Regions from separate parts of the Sus scrofa genome. Here all the other regions are linked to region 1. The links are chromatin contacts, called in public HiChIP or PLAC-seq maps. All regions are on one chromosome and are shown on one strand. The core of a region is the stretch at or near the end of the contact, and the rest is flanking DNA. Distances in the headings are between cores, read along the strand shown.

What was found. HiChIP or PLAC-seq counts read pairs in DNA pulled down with a chosen protein or histone mark.
Region 2: an H3K27ac HiChIP or PLAC-seq map of alveolar macrophages shows a contact between it and region 1. The contact joins the promoter of DSTYK here to the promoter of RBBP5 in region 1. A contact is called at or near these places in 1 of 5 promoter capture datasets (liver), 5 of 47 Hi-C or Micro-C datasets (heart right ventricle, liver, retroperitoneal adipose tissue and 1 more) and 2 of 2 datasets of contacts at active chromatin or transcription factors (alveolar macrophages and skeletal muscle).
Region 3: a contact with region 1 is called in an H3K27ac HiChIP or PLAC-seq map of skeletal muscle. The contact joins the enhancer-like site here to the promoter of RBBP5 in region 1. A contact is called at or near these places in 1 of 5 promoter capture datasets (fetal skeletal muscle), 12 of 47 Hi-C or Micro-C datasets (alveolar macrophages, embryonic fibroblasts, epiblast stem cells and 8 more) and 2 of 2 datasets of contacts at active chromatin or transcription factors (alveolar macrophages and skeletal muscle).

Annotation. Positions count from the first base shown.
Region 1 is chr9:65,818,927-65,823,235 of Sscrofa11.1, forward strand. RBBP5 (retinoblastoma-binding protein 5) reads right to left here and starts at 2,755. Exons shown (of 14, transcript XM_003482656.4): 1 at 2,588-2,755. The coding sequence starts at 2,606.
Region 2 is chr9:65,890,084-65,894,173 of Sscrofa11.1, forward strand. It overlaps DSTYK (dual serine/threonine and tyrosine protein kinase), which reads right to left and starts at 1,941. Exons shown (of 13, transcript XM_003130102.5): 1 at 1,479-1,941. The coding sequence starts at 1,743.
Region 3 is chr9:65,928,902-65,932,663 of Sscrofa11.1, forward strand. The region is part of intron 2 of TMCC2 (transmembrane and coiled-coil domains protein 2); the gene reads left to right. Among named protein-coding and RNA genes, the nearest start is that of TMCC2, 21 kb to the left of the region's middle. Within about 2 kb of position 1,255, at least 16 of the 83 cell types and tissues checked have an H3K27ac peak or open chromatin away from gene starts, as enhancers often do. A contact at or near this core is called in fetal skeletal muscle and skeletal muscle, where this site is marked.

The DNA of each region.
Region 1 (4,309 bases), core at 1,505-4,004:
AAACCCGACTAGGCACCATGAGGTTGGCGGTCGATCCCTGGCCTCGCTCAGTAGGTTAAAGATCTGACGTTGCAGTGAGCTGTGGTGTAGGTCGAAGATTCGGCTTGGATCTGGTGTTGCTGTGGCTGTGGCAAAGGATGGCAGCTGTAGCTCTGATTAGACCCCTAGCCTGGGAACCTCCATATGCATGGGTGCCGCCCTAAAAAGCAAAAAATTCCTTCTTAAGTTTTACTTTCATGAATCTTTGGTATCATTCAAGAGAAATCTTTCCCATGACTCTTCTATCTCTTTCAAGGTATGGGCCTATTACCTTTCCTCCACCCTGAAGTTTTTAAAAATAAGGATCAACCCTTTGTCTCTATTTCATTTCCCACATCTTCCCGAAATCACTATAATCTGGCTTCCATTCAAGTTGCTGAGGAGCCTCAAGTTGCCTGAGAACTAAATAGGATAGCGCTTCCTTGGCTCTTAGCCTCAACTGCTCTCCGACTGTTTCTATGGAAGACACCACACCGACCTGTATTCTCTTCTACCTCTACACGAATAAATATATGAAAAGCACTCAAAAATAGGCCGAGCTCATAGTAAGTACTATATAACTGTTAATCGATATATTATCATTTATTATTCCTCTTATCCCCTAAATATAGATGACTGCCCAAGACTCTGTCCTCAGCAGTTCTCTTTTCTTCCTCTCCCACTTTCTCCCTGGGTCTTAACATCTACCAACAAGGTTTTGATTAGCCCACCTGTAGGAGGATTACAAATCTCTCTTGTAAATCCAAATCCATCTCCTGAACCCCAGGGTCCACACTCAACATGTCCAATGCTAGCTGTCTTTTCCAAATGTCCTTAAATGTTTGTGAATAGCACCACATTGGTTCCCATTATTTTTCACTTCGCTTTCTTACCACCACCACCACCATCGGCAATCAATTTTCAAACTGTGTTGACTCAACCCTCTCAAAGTCTTTTCTTTCCACTTTCTAGCTCAAACCTTTTTTTTTTTTTTTTTAAAGCTCAGATTTTCTTTATCTCTCAACTACTCCAGTCCTCCAAACTGGTTTCATCACCCAAAACTCAACTACGCACTGGTGTTGCACACATCTTTCTTTTTAAAAACTCAGCTCTGATAGAATTACTTAGCAAGTGAAAGCCCTTCAATGGATCTTTCCTACTTTCCTTAAAGAGAACAACTTTTCAGCTAGGAATTCAAAAGCCTACACAAAATGGGTGGCACCAACCCCATTTCTTGGTCTTTTCTATATTCACAGTACCCACAACCTAGCCAATATCCACTTAAACATCCACTCAAAACTTCAAGTTCTCCACAGGTTTTACTAGCTTGTTTTTCTCTATTTCCTTTCTTCCCCTGTCCCAAAGACATTCACTCCTTCTTCCATTTTTTTTTTTTTCTTTTTTGGTCTTTTTAGGGCTGCACCTTTGGCATATGGAGGTTCCCAGGCTAGGGGTCGAATCAGAGCTGTAGCTGCTGGCCTACACCACAGCAATTTGGGATCCAAGCTGAATCTGTGACCTAAACGCCACTACAACGCCAGATCCTTAACCCACTGAGTGAGACCAGGGATCGAACCTGCATCCTCTCATGGATGCTAGTCAGGTTCGTTTCTGCTGGGAACGTCTCCCTCTTCTAAACGCTCTTAGTACTTAGCAAAGACTCTTAAAGGGTGGCGCATGTTCTGCAACAAGTTATGGCTATTTCCAACTGCCTTACTCTCCATGCTTAACAAAAAAATTCTTGAAGGTAAAGACTATTCCTTAGATAGTTCTATAGTCCTTTGGACTGCCAGCAAATCTATGAAAAAAAAAATTTTTTTTTAAAGAGGAGCATAGCCATTGAAAATAGCAAGTCACTTAGAAGTTCTTGAAAACCTCAGACATCCCTAGGTTACAATGCTAAAGATTACCTAATGAAAACCCAGAAGGATCTAGAGTTTACAAACAACTTGGTTAAAGGGTAAGGAGTAAATGCATCAAAGAGAGTGACAAAACACAACTGCCCTGGAGTTCACCCCTCAGTGTTTTACATGTCCCTGAGAGTTAAAGACCTTGAATAAAAAGACAAGGCAACTGGATTCCAGTGCCAACTATACCATTTACTTGCTTTATGCCTTCAGTACCCTCTAAGCCCTTTTCCACTTATTCAACGAAGGACTTGTATACAAGTTCCTTCCTTTAGGCATCCCGTGTTTCTACAAAAAGAATGAACCTACCCAGGCACTCAAAACCCTGACAAGTGTTCAAAGCTTTACCTCAAGCCTCACTTCCTCAGATTCCTTCTCCAGGACTCTGGTCCTGCTTGCTTTGGATCCTTGTAATCGAAACTAAGTCACAAACTATCTGTCCCTATCGCTCCACAACTGAACTGCAAGGTGGCCTCAGGAAAAGCAATGCATTCTGTTCGGGTCGAAGCTAGGCTTCCTCCCCCTGCTGCTGCTCCATATCGAAGCGCCCAAAGATCCATCGCAGAACTGTGTCCTTAGTGTTGCAGCCTGAGTCCCCTCCGCCCGGTTCCCTCCTTTCCAGGACCAAGGGTTCTCTAAGACGCAGCCACAGTCCTCCTCACCCAGCAACTCGAGGTTCATCCCTGAGGACTCTGGCCGTCTGCTCTCAGCTCCAGCAACGACACCTTCTCCCCCGCCCTCTTCCAAAACCTGCGTCTAAATCGGGGGCGCCGCAAAGAGACTGGCGCAAGCTCCGTAGACTTTATGGTTTAGAAGACCCCGCGGCTTCCGCTTTCTTCCCTCGCCTGCCTTGTTCGTTTCAAGCGGGCTGTCCATATATTTGCCTAACCAAAAAGAAGAACAAACGCTCTCGAAATCGTTTGACTATGACATTTCTTAAGGAATAAAAATTCCATCGTCAGTCACTTATTTAAAAAGTTCAGGAATCTGAGACTGTTTCCTCTCGGATCACGTATGCGAGCTAAAAAGTTTAGGCATATAGTTAGACTACTAATCCTTCTGTGTTGTGTGTGCGGTCGCGTTGTCCCGGCGGGCTGCCTCAGATGCCGCAGGAAAGGTTCCGGCCAAGTCCCGCTGAAGTAACGCAGTGGGAAAGGCCGGCCTCAGAGCTCGCGCGTGGAGTGCAGCTGTCACGGTCAAGGAGGTACTTACCCTGTATGTAAGTTAGTTATCGTGTATCTGGCTCAGTCCCGTGAAAATTATTGCACATTTGTAAAGCTGTGCCTTCCATCCCACAGAAATGTACGATAGCGTTTATCTAAGGATTTACCTGGTGCCCAGCGTTGACCAGGACACTGAAGATGAGTTGGTGTGAGAAGTGGCTGAGTTCTCAGACAAAACTGTGATGAAATACCCAAAGCAACTAAAGAAGGCAGTTGATGAAACTAACGAATTTTGTATAAACAGGTTTTGCCTCTGAGTGCTGTGGGCTATGACAAAAAGCAAAGATGGGCATAGGCTGGATGCCAAAAAATAGAACTGGAGCTAGATCCCCTTACGTAGACTGTAATTCCAGCTCCACTGCTTACTGACTTCACCCCTTGGACAGTATCTTATCCTCTGTGCCTCGGTTTTCTTGTATGTATAGTGGGGGTAGTGCTTAAAGCTTTATTGTGAAGGTTAAATAAGTTAACACATATAAAACACTTGGAACAGCAAATATCCAGTAAAATGGTAGCTATTATGACTTTCTCCTAAATTATCTCACTTCCTTGAGACCATTAGGGTAGCTGTTGGCCTCATTTGACCAAGTGTAGTAATTGAGGCTCAGAGTTATTAGGCAGAAAAATCACAGGCCCAAAATGGTATCACTTGTACTAAAGCCCATGATACCTAATCTAGATCTTATTCCTGACCTAACTGCAATTTCAACCTTGACCAGAAATGTAATCTTTTTTTTTTTTTTTCCGCTTTTTAAGGCCACACCTGCAGCATATGGAAGGTCCCAGGCCAGGGGTCGAATCGGAGCTACAGCTGCCAGCCTACACCACAGCCACAGCAATGGGGAATCTGAGCCATGTCTGTGACCTATACCACAGCTCACGACAACGCCGGATCCTTGACCCACTGAGTGACATCAGGGATCAAGCCCATGTCCTCATGGATACCAGTCAGGTTCGTTTCCTCTGTGCCACAACAGGAACTCTGAGAAATATAATCTTCATTGGCTAGTCTGGAATCTTCTGGTCAGCACCAATGAGGTAATGTGTCACTTGGGCCCTTGCCACCTCTCCCCTCTCCAGCACGCCCCGTAGAAGGGGCAATATGCATGATAAAACCCTTGCCTTTAACCTGGGCCTAAAAATAAGCCTTTCTTTTCTTTT
Region 2 (4,090 bases), core at 691-3,190, 70 kb after region 1:
CTCTGAAAACAGAAGCCCTTCTCACCAGTTGTTTTTTGATAGCTTCACAGAAATCAGTCCCCTCTCTGGGTCCATTTTAGGAACAGCAAATCTCTGGGCAGAAGACGGCAAAAACCACAACTGCAGAAAAGCTAGTCACACCCCAGCCCCCTCCTTTTTATCCCATGAAGTAAAATAAAAGCTTTTTTATTTACATCCAAGCCAACTACATGCAACGACATCAATCAGAACCTTACTTATCTTTATCAGTATTTCTGAAGTCTCAGACAAATTTAGGCTATTAAACATGCAACTTTAGGAATACAGGGTCCTACACACAAACTCTGAAGAGTTTAACGAATTCACAGCATCCTGAGTCCCAAGTTCAAATCTGCTGTTGGTATCTAAATTAGTGTTTCTGAAAATGTGCTTGTGGCCCATTTGCATCGCCATCCCTATAGATGGCTTGCATTTAGATTCTTAGGACCTACCCACTAGACCTACACAATCTGTGGGATAAAGACTGAGATATTTTTTCATTTTAATTTAATTTTGATACTTTAGTCTGGGAGAATCACTCAATGAAACCCACTGACTTCTTTACTATACTGTCTCAGGGTATCTGTCTACATGATGCCAGCCCCTTCCCCATCCAACCTAAATTATTTCCTAATGAGACCAAGTAGTTAACAAACCCTCCAGTTCCCCACCAACAGCAGTTTAAGAGGAAGCAAGAAATTAGGAAAGGGCAAAGACCATGCACGATTTTAAATGCTTTAGGGCTTCTATCACATCCCAGAGAGAATCACGTCAAGTCTCAGGACCAAAAAACGATCCTTGCCCGAACTTCTTCAACGTAAGCACCAGCCACATCTCTGGCAATTCCTTGACACCCATGAGATATCCTTTCCTTTAGCGACCCCAGCCCTACTTAGGAGGACATTCCTTACTTCTTCATAGAGCTGCCTCATAACTGATGTAAATGCATTTCACATCATCAAGCAAACACATACACACACACCCACCCACTACAGTTCCCTGGCCTCCTGGGGCTCGCTGCCTACCGCCCCTCCTTCATCCCTCCATTCTGCCATCCCTAAAGTGGGACTCTGACCACGAATGCTCATCCCCCAACTCACAGCAACTTTCCCCAGTTCTAGGCTTAACCTCTGCCCTCTCCAAACTGGGGTCCTCCGCGCTCCTGCCCGCGCACAGCCTGGTCCCCCAGATCCTGCTCCTGGAACTCCTGCCTTCGGGCGCGCCTCGCCTCTGGCTGAGTCCCTGGCGCCCCTCCCCTCCCCCACCCCGAAGGATGCCCTCCCACGGCATCTCGGATCCCTCCCGCCCAGGCCCGGGGGCCCGGCCACGCGGACCTTCTTCCACTTTCCGCCTCTTCTTCCACTTTCCGCCTCTTCCCGAGTTGTTTTGCAGGGGCAGGGGGCGGCCCACCCTCCACTTTGCCTCTCCATTCCCGTCTCCCTCACGGCTACTCTCCTTACCCGCCTGCAGCCCGATCTCGGCGACATCGCCGGTAGGGCCGCGCTCGGCCCCGCCGCCTTCCGTGGGGGAGGAGGGACAGCTATGGTTATGGGAGCCCTTGATGTCGCGGAAGAACTTCTGGGTTTCGCGCAGGTTCTGCCGCAGGCGTCCCAGGTAGCGGCGGTAGCGGCCGAAGCCCCGGCACAGCTCGCGGATCATTCCGCCGCCTCCGGGACCAGGACCCGAGACCGGCTCGCTCCCCCACGGCATCTCGTCGCCCTCCATCGCCTCAGCCTGCTCTGTCTTCCCGGCTCGGTCCCCGGCCCTCTGGCCCCGTTCCTGTCCTCCCGCCCCCCCAGTTCTTTAGGCAGGAGGAATCCGCCTCCTGACGCCCCCGCCTGCAGTCGGCCGGGCTCCCAACCTCCGTCACCGCCGTTGAAAACAAACCAACCCGCAGTGCACCGTGAACGGAACCTTTATCTCCACCACCCAGAAGAGTGAGGGAAGGATCACACGAGCACCCCGTCACTGCAGGGTCTCCTGGGACTTGTAGTCTGGGCTGAGGCTGAGCGCCAAAACCTGGGGACTTGTGGATGCGACTAACTCCCTTTTGTTTATAGTTCTCACCCGTTCTCGCCCAGAGCTCATACACTGATTTAACAACACGTTCCTACTCGCTACAGAAGTGTCGGTAAGAAGAGAGAGCAGCTGCGGAATCCGGACGCGAGCAGAAGTGACTGCGGTGACTTAACTGAAATCAGAGCAAAAAAAATTTTAATAGCAAAGAAAAGGAAGGAAACAAGATCGAGGCCAGTACTGTCTCCATGGCTACCCTAAATGGCTCTTGCTTTCCGATGTAGTAGATACTGGGGAGCTGGCTAAAAATACCATCGAAACAGGGAACCCTTCATGTTTGCATTGCATCTTCCTTTTCCGACTTTCCTTCTCCAGGTGTGGAAAAGGGGGTGTGTGGAAGGGTTGTTATAAAGCTATAAACTGAATTTCATTCTTTTCTTGAAGTAGAGAGAGCGATCTGTGTAAGGGGAAGTTGAGGTTAGCAGCCTTCCAAACGAGATTATCTTAACTTGGCTTCTGCTGATATGGAAAGACTTCTAGTAACAAGACTGCCATGGAGCCCTGGAACTAATTACAAAGGAAACAAAACTTGATAATCACCTCTTTTTCCACCTGCCGCTTTCCTTCTCTTCTTCCCCAGGTACAGAGCCCTCCTGTCTTTCTGTAGAAAGACCCTCGCCCCCGTCTTACACCCAGGCCAGGCCTCTTTTCTGACAAGGTGGATAGTGTAGTTCCTTAGCTGAATACAAGAGGAGACTTGAGTTTGACTCTGGAGTCTCCCAATGCCTTGAGTTGAGACTTAAGAAGTAAGGGTTTTAGGAGACCCCATTGTGGTTCAGTGGTTAATGAACCTGACTAGTATCCATTGGGACGTGGGTTCAATCCCTGACCTTGTTCAGTGGGTTAAGGATCCAGTGTTGCCATGAGCTGTGGTGTAGGTCACAGACGCGGCTCCGATCCCAAGTTGCTATGGCCGTGGTGTAAGCCAAGCAACTACATTTTCGATTTGACGCCTAGTCTGGGACTCTCCACATGCTGCAGGTGCAGCCCCAAAAGCCAAAAAAAAAAAGGAAGGGTTTGGGCCAGTTGACCTTTATGCCCTTTTAGCTCTAAAATTTTCAGTTTTGTTTCACAGTGTTCACTCTGTCTCCCAACCTCTCATTCCTTGAGTGCAAGTGCTCTTAGCTAAGTGTGTTGTGATAAGTGGGTTAATTCAGTATAAAACGTAAAGGCTTTACCTGTCCAGTGGCTTTTAGGACTTTATAAAAAGAGGTCACTTGCTCACATGAATGTCCTCTTGGTAAACGCCTGTGAAGGCTGCCCCTAAAGGGAACTTCAAATTCCTTTTCATGTTCTCCTTCCCTTTTGTTTGCTCACATATTCTCTACTGGCTACTCCCCATCTTTGTAAGACCCCTATGCAACCCCTAGAAGGCTCAGTGAAACAGAAATGAAAACGCAAAATTAAATGTTTAATACGATACAAGGAGTTGCCATCATGGCGCAGAGGAAACGAAACCCTGGCCTCACTCAGTGGGTTAAGGATCCCGCGTTGCTGTGAGCTGTGGTGTAGGCCGGCGGATACAACTCCAGTTAGACCCCTAGCCTGGAAACCTCCATGTGCCATGATGCAACCCTAAAAAGACAAAAGACAAAAAAAGAAAAGAAAATACTATACAAGATGACTGATACTACTTTTTAAAAGAAGATTCGGTGCTTGCTTCTGCAGCACATATACTAAAATTGGAACAATACGGAGAAAATTATCATGGCCCCTGTGCAAGATGACACGCAAATTTGTGATGTGTTCTGTATTTTTTCACTTAGCTATACAGTAGAAATTGACAGAACGCCATAAACCAACTATAATGGAAAAAAATAAAATCGTTTTCTTTCTTTCTTTCTTTTTTCTTTTTTCTTTTTTTTTTTTTTTTTTGCTTTTTAGGGCCTCACTCACCACATATGGAGGTTCCCAGGCTAGGGGTCTAATTGGAGCTACAGCTGCCAGCCTACACCACAGCCACAGCAACACAGGATCCGAGCTGTGTCTGCAACCT
Region 3 (3,762 bases), core at 5-2,504, 110 kb after region 1:
CAACACATCCAGATCTTACTCTTGGCACAAACGTCCCTGTGGTGGGGGGAAGGGAGACCCGCAGGGGCCAGCAGGATGCACCAAGTGGTTCAGCCCTTAGTGAGCAAGTATTTTGCCTGCAGCAGCTGCCAGGCCTGCCTCTCACTGCTGAGTCAATGGGTACTTTTTAAAAATCAAATTAGAGCAGTCCTGTCAAGTCAGGGTCTCGGGTCCTACAGCCGTTTTATGAGGAGGGAACTTTGGTCCAAGCATTTGGAGCAGGGCACTGTTGGAGGCTGCGGAGGGGTTGCTGATGTTTGCGGACTGGAAATGCAGGGAGCTGGGGAGCAGGGGTGGCGGCAGGGCTGGAGGGGAGCATCAGCTGGGGAGCTTCTCCATGAATTTTGTGTTTGGTCTTCACACGGCCCCCAAGATATCTGGGAAGCAGGCAACATTCTGTCCTTGTCGCTGGTGGAAGACCAGGGCCGGAGACTCTTGGGTGAGCTGACAGGGTAGGGGTGGGGGGATTCCCTGGGGTCGAGGTGGGAATGGGGGAGATGGTTATTTCTGTGACTGCGTTATATCCTTATTTAGAACTTTCATCTTTCCAACACTTTGTCATATGTGTTGCTTGGTTAGTCCTGATATCCCTGTGAAGTTGTCAGAGCGGATAATATTGACTCCATTTTACAGATGAGCAGACTGAGGCCTAGAGGAGTCAGGAGGCCACTAGCCTGAGGGCACACACCTAGTTCATGGCAGAGAGAAGACTAGCCCCGCTGTTTCTAGCAGGTGCACAAGACTAAACTGAGATCCCCGAAACCACCAGGGACCATTTCATGCAATACCCGTGATGAGCTGGTTGCTTTAGCCTGAGGATGGTGACTTTATCTCTTTACCATTTTCTCTTCCACTGTACAACCTTCCTGACCTGGTGCTGTCCCTCTAGGGGTGGGCGTGGTCCTGGGGGAATGTGTCCATGTCCCAAGGAAAGGGGTCTTCCAGTCATCCGTAAACCCTGCTCAGTCAGCTGATTCCCGCAGACCCAGAGGCAGTTGGCTGGTGTGAGAAGCTGGTGATGGTTCCACCCTGGGCTCTGGGCATGAATAGAAGGGATTCTTTTCTCTCTAGTAAACACAGCCCCACATGGTCTCTGCAAGCTCCCTGGTGATTACTAGCGTCTATTTTTAATTCATAAGCCTCCCCCACTCCCCACACCCCTTGCCATTGTTCCAACTCAGCAGCTGGCTTTCGGGCCAGAGCTGGCCCTGTCAGGGGTTGAGTTACCCAAACACCCTGGAGGCAGCTGAGGTTCCTCAGCTGTCCTTTGAGGCTCCCCTCAGCCCCTCCCTAAAAAAGGAGGGGACCTGGAGCCACACGCACCGGGAGCCGGGGTGCAGCAGAGGGGCAGAGTGGAGTTCCCGGTCCCAGGAAGCAGGTCAGCCTTGCTGATGTCGTCTGCAGGTCATCAGAGCCACTTAGCGTCTTAAATGATTCCCCTTTCAAAACGAAAACAGATTGTCCTCTCAGACTCGCCATTTCTGCTTTCTGCTGTTTGTGTGACTCCGAGCAAGCCAGTCACTAAAATGGAAAAATAAAGGCATCATTATTGGAGCCCTGGGGCATGGGGAGGTGAAGAGAGAATGAAGGGGAGGTCTGAGGTCCCCATTTGTGTGTGGCCTTAACCTCTGGAACCCCAGGTCCTGGAGGCTGCAGCAGGAACCGCTGGTTGTATGTGCAGTAGCAGTGGAGTTGGGCTGCCTGGTTCCTTGGCAGATAAGTCCATCCACCTCCCCCAGCTACCCCCACCCCATTTCTCTCTTTCGCTGAGCAGCAGTTCCTAGAAAACATAGCGAACTCTCAGGAAAATGGAATAACTCTTCTATCCTGCCTTGAGGACCTGCTCCCAGCCTCTCAGGGAGTGGATCAGCTGCAGGGGTCGAGGCTCCTATTCTCTTGCTCCCACCTTTGGCTTGGTCAAGGCTTCCCTCTCGGCCTTGGTTGCAACCTCTCCCCAGGGTCGCCGCATTTAGAAGGCTGGAGGGTCTTGGGAGAGGGAGAGCACAGGAGTGCTGGCTTCAGAGCCAGCTCTGCCAGCCTGGCCCCCTGACCTCTGCCAGCTGGTCCCCCTGAGGAAGAGGTGCAGCATGGGTGGGGGATGGGAGCCCAGCTCACAGAGGGTGACCGGAGCCCTGGGAGACCTTAGCCACAGGCCAGCTAAGGTTTGCTGCCCCCTGGCTTTGCACCTGGCAGGCAGGGTGGGAGAGAGGACCCGGTGCTGTGGGCGGGCGAGCAGAGAGGTTAGAGGTGACGTCATGCTGGATGCTGCCTCGTGGCCTCGCAGAGGTGTTATCTGTTGGCCCCAGATGCCAAGACCTGGGGCGATAGCTCATCACCTAAACCAGAGCAGACTCTGGACGGCCTGTCCTGTCCAATCCTCCACCAGATTTATTCAACAACAAGATTTCTTCTCTGCCCTGGCATAAATAAGCACCCCTGTTTACTCCAAGGGATGGCACGTGAGGGCCACCCTTAGCTCCAGGCTCTTGCCAAGAAGACAAATCTTTTTTTTTTTTTTTTGTCTTTTGTCTTTTTGTCTTTTGTTGTTGTTGCTATTTCTTGGGCCGCTCCCGCGGCATATGGAGGTTCCCAGGCTAGGGGTTGAATCGGAGCTGTAGCCACCGGCCTACGCCAGAGCCACAGCAACGCGGGATCCGAGCCGCGTCTGCAACCTACACCACAGCTCACGGCAACGCCGGATCATTAACCCACTGAGCAAGGGCAGGGACCGAACCCTCAACCTCATGGTTCCTAGTCGGATTCGTTAACCACTGCGCCACAACGGGAACTCCCAAGAAGATGAATCTTGGCAGAGGTCATTGAGGGGCCTGGTTTATTTATGTCTGGGAGGTGGGTGGAGCCCTCTATGCCGAGAGGTTTGCCAACAGGTCCCCTTGGCACCTGCAGGAGGCTGGCCCGTTTATCTGTGAGGCCTCCTGTTGTGTCTGAGCTTTTATAGGCCAGGTTCTATGAGAGGCTGACAGAGCCTTGTCCAGCTGGGCCCGCTGGCCTGTCCACACAGATGCATCCAGCTTCAGAGTTGCATTATACTCTGCTCGAGGGTGCTCGGGTCTGTGCCAGCCTGAATTCACATCCCGTCGCTGGGAAGGACAACTGCTGTCTCTGTTCACCTCCTCCACCCTGTCGTCCTCTCTTCCCTTCCGTCTTCCTCTCTGTGTGCAAAGCCCTCTTGGGCAGAGGGGTAGTCAGGAGGGCCTCCCAAGGCGGTGCCCACACTGTCAGCTGCTCGCCAGGCCAAGGCAGGGCAGCTCTGTACTTTGCTGGAAACCTCTGCCCCCCATCTCAGTGATTAAAAGTCCCTGTTTCCCAGGACCTCCCCACAACAGTATATCTGTGGTACTGGTGAGTGAAGAAATTCTTCCTTGGTGTTCCCATCGTGGTGCAGGGGAAAGGAATCCCACTAGGAAACATGAGGTTGCAGGTTCGATCCCTGGCCTCGCTCAGTAGGTTAAGGATCTGGTGTTGCCCTGAGCTTTGTGAAGCTTGCACACATGGCTTGGATCCTGCATTGCTGTGGCTGTGACGTAGGCTGACAGCTGTAGCTCCGATTCGACCCTTAGCCTGGGAACCTCCATAGGCCACTGGCGCGGCCTTGAAAAGCAAAAAAAAAAAAAAAAGGAAAAGAAAGAAATTCTTCCTTTAGTCTGATTGGAGTTCCTCATGTGCAGATGGAGCCGCCTTGCCTCTTAGGGGTTCTGTCTA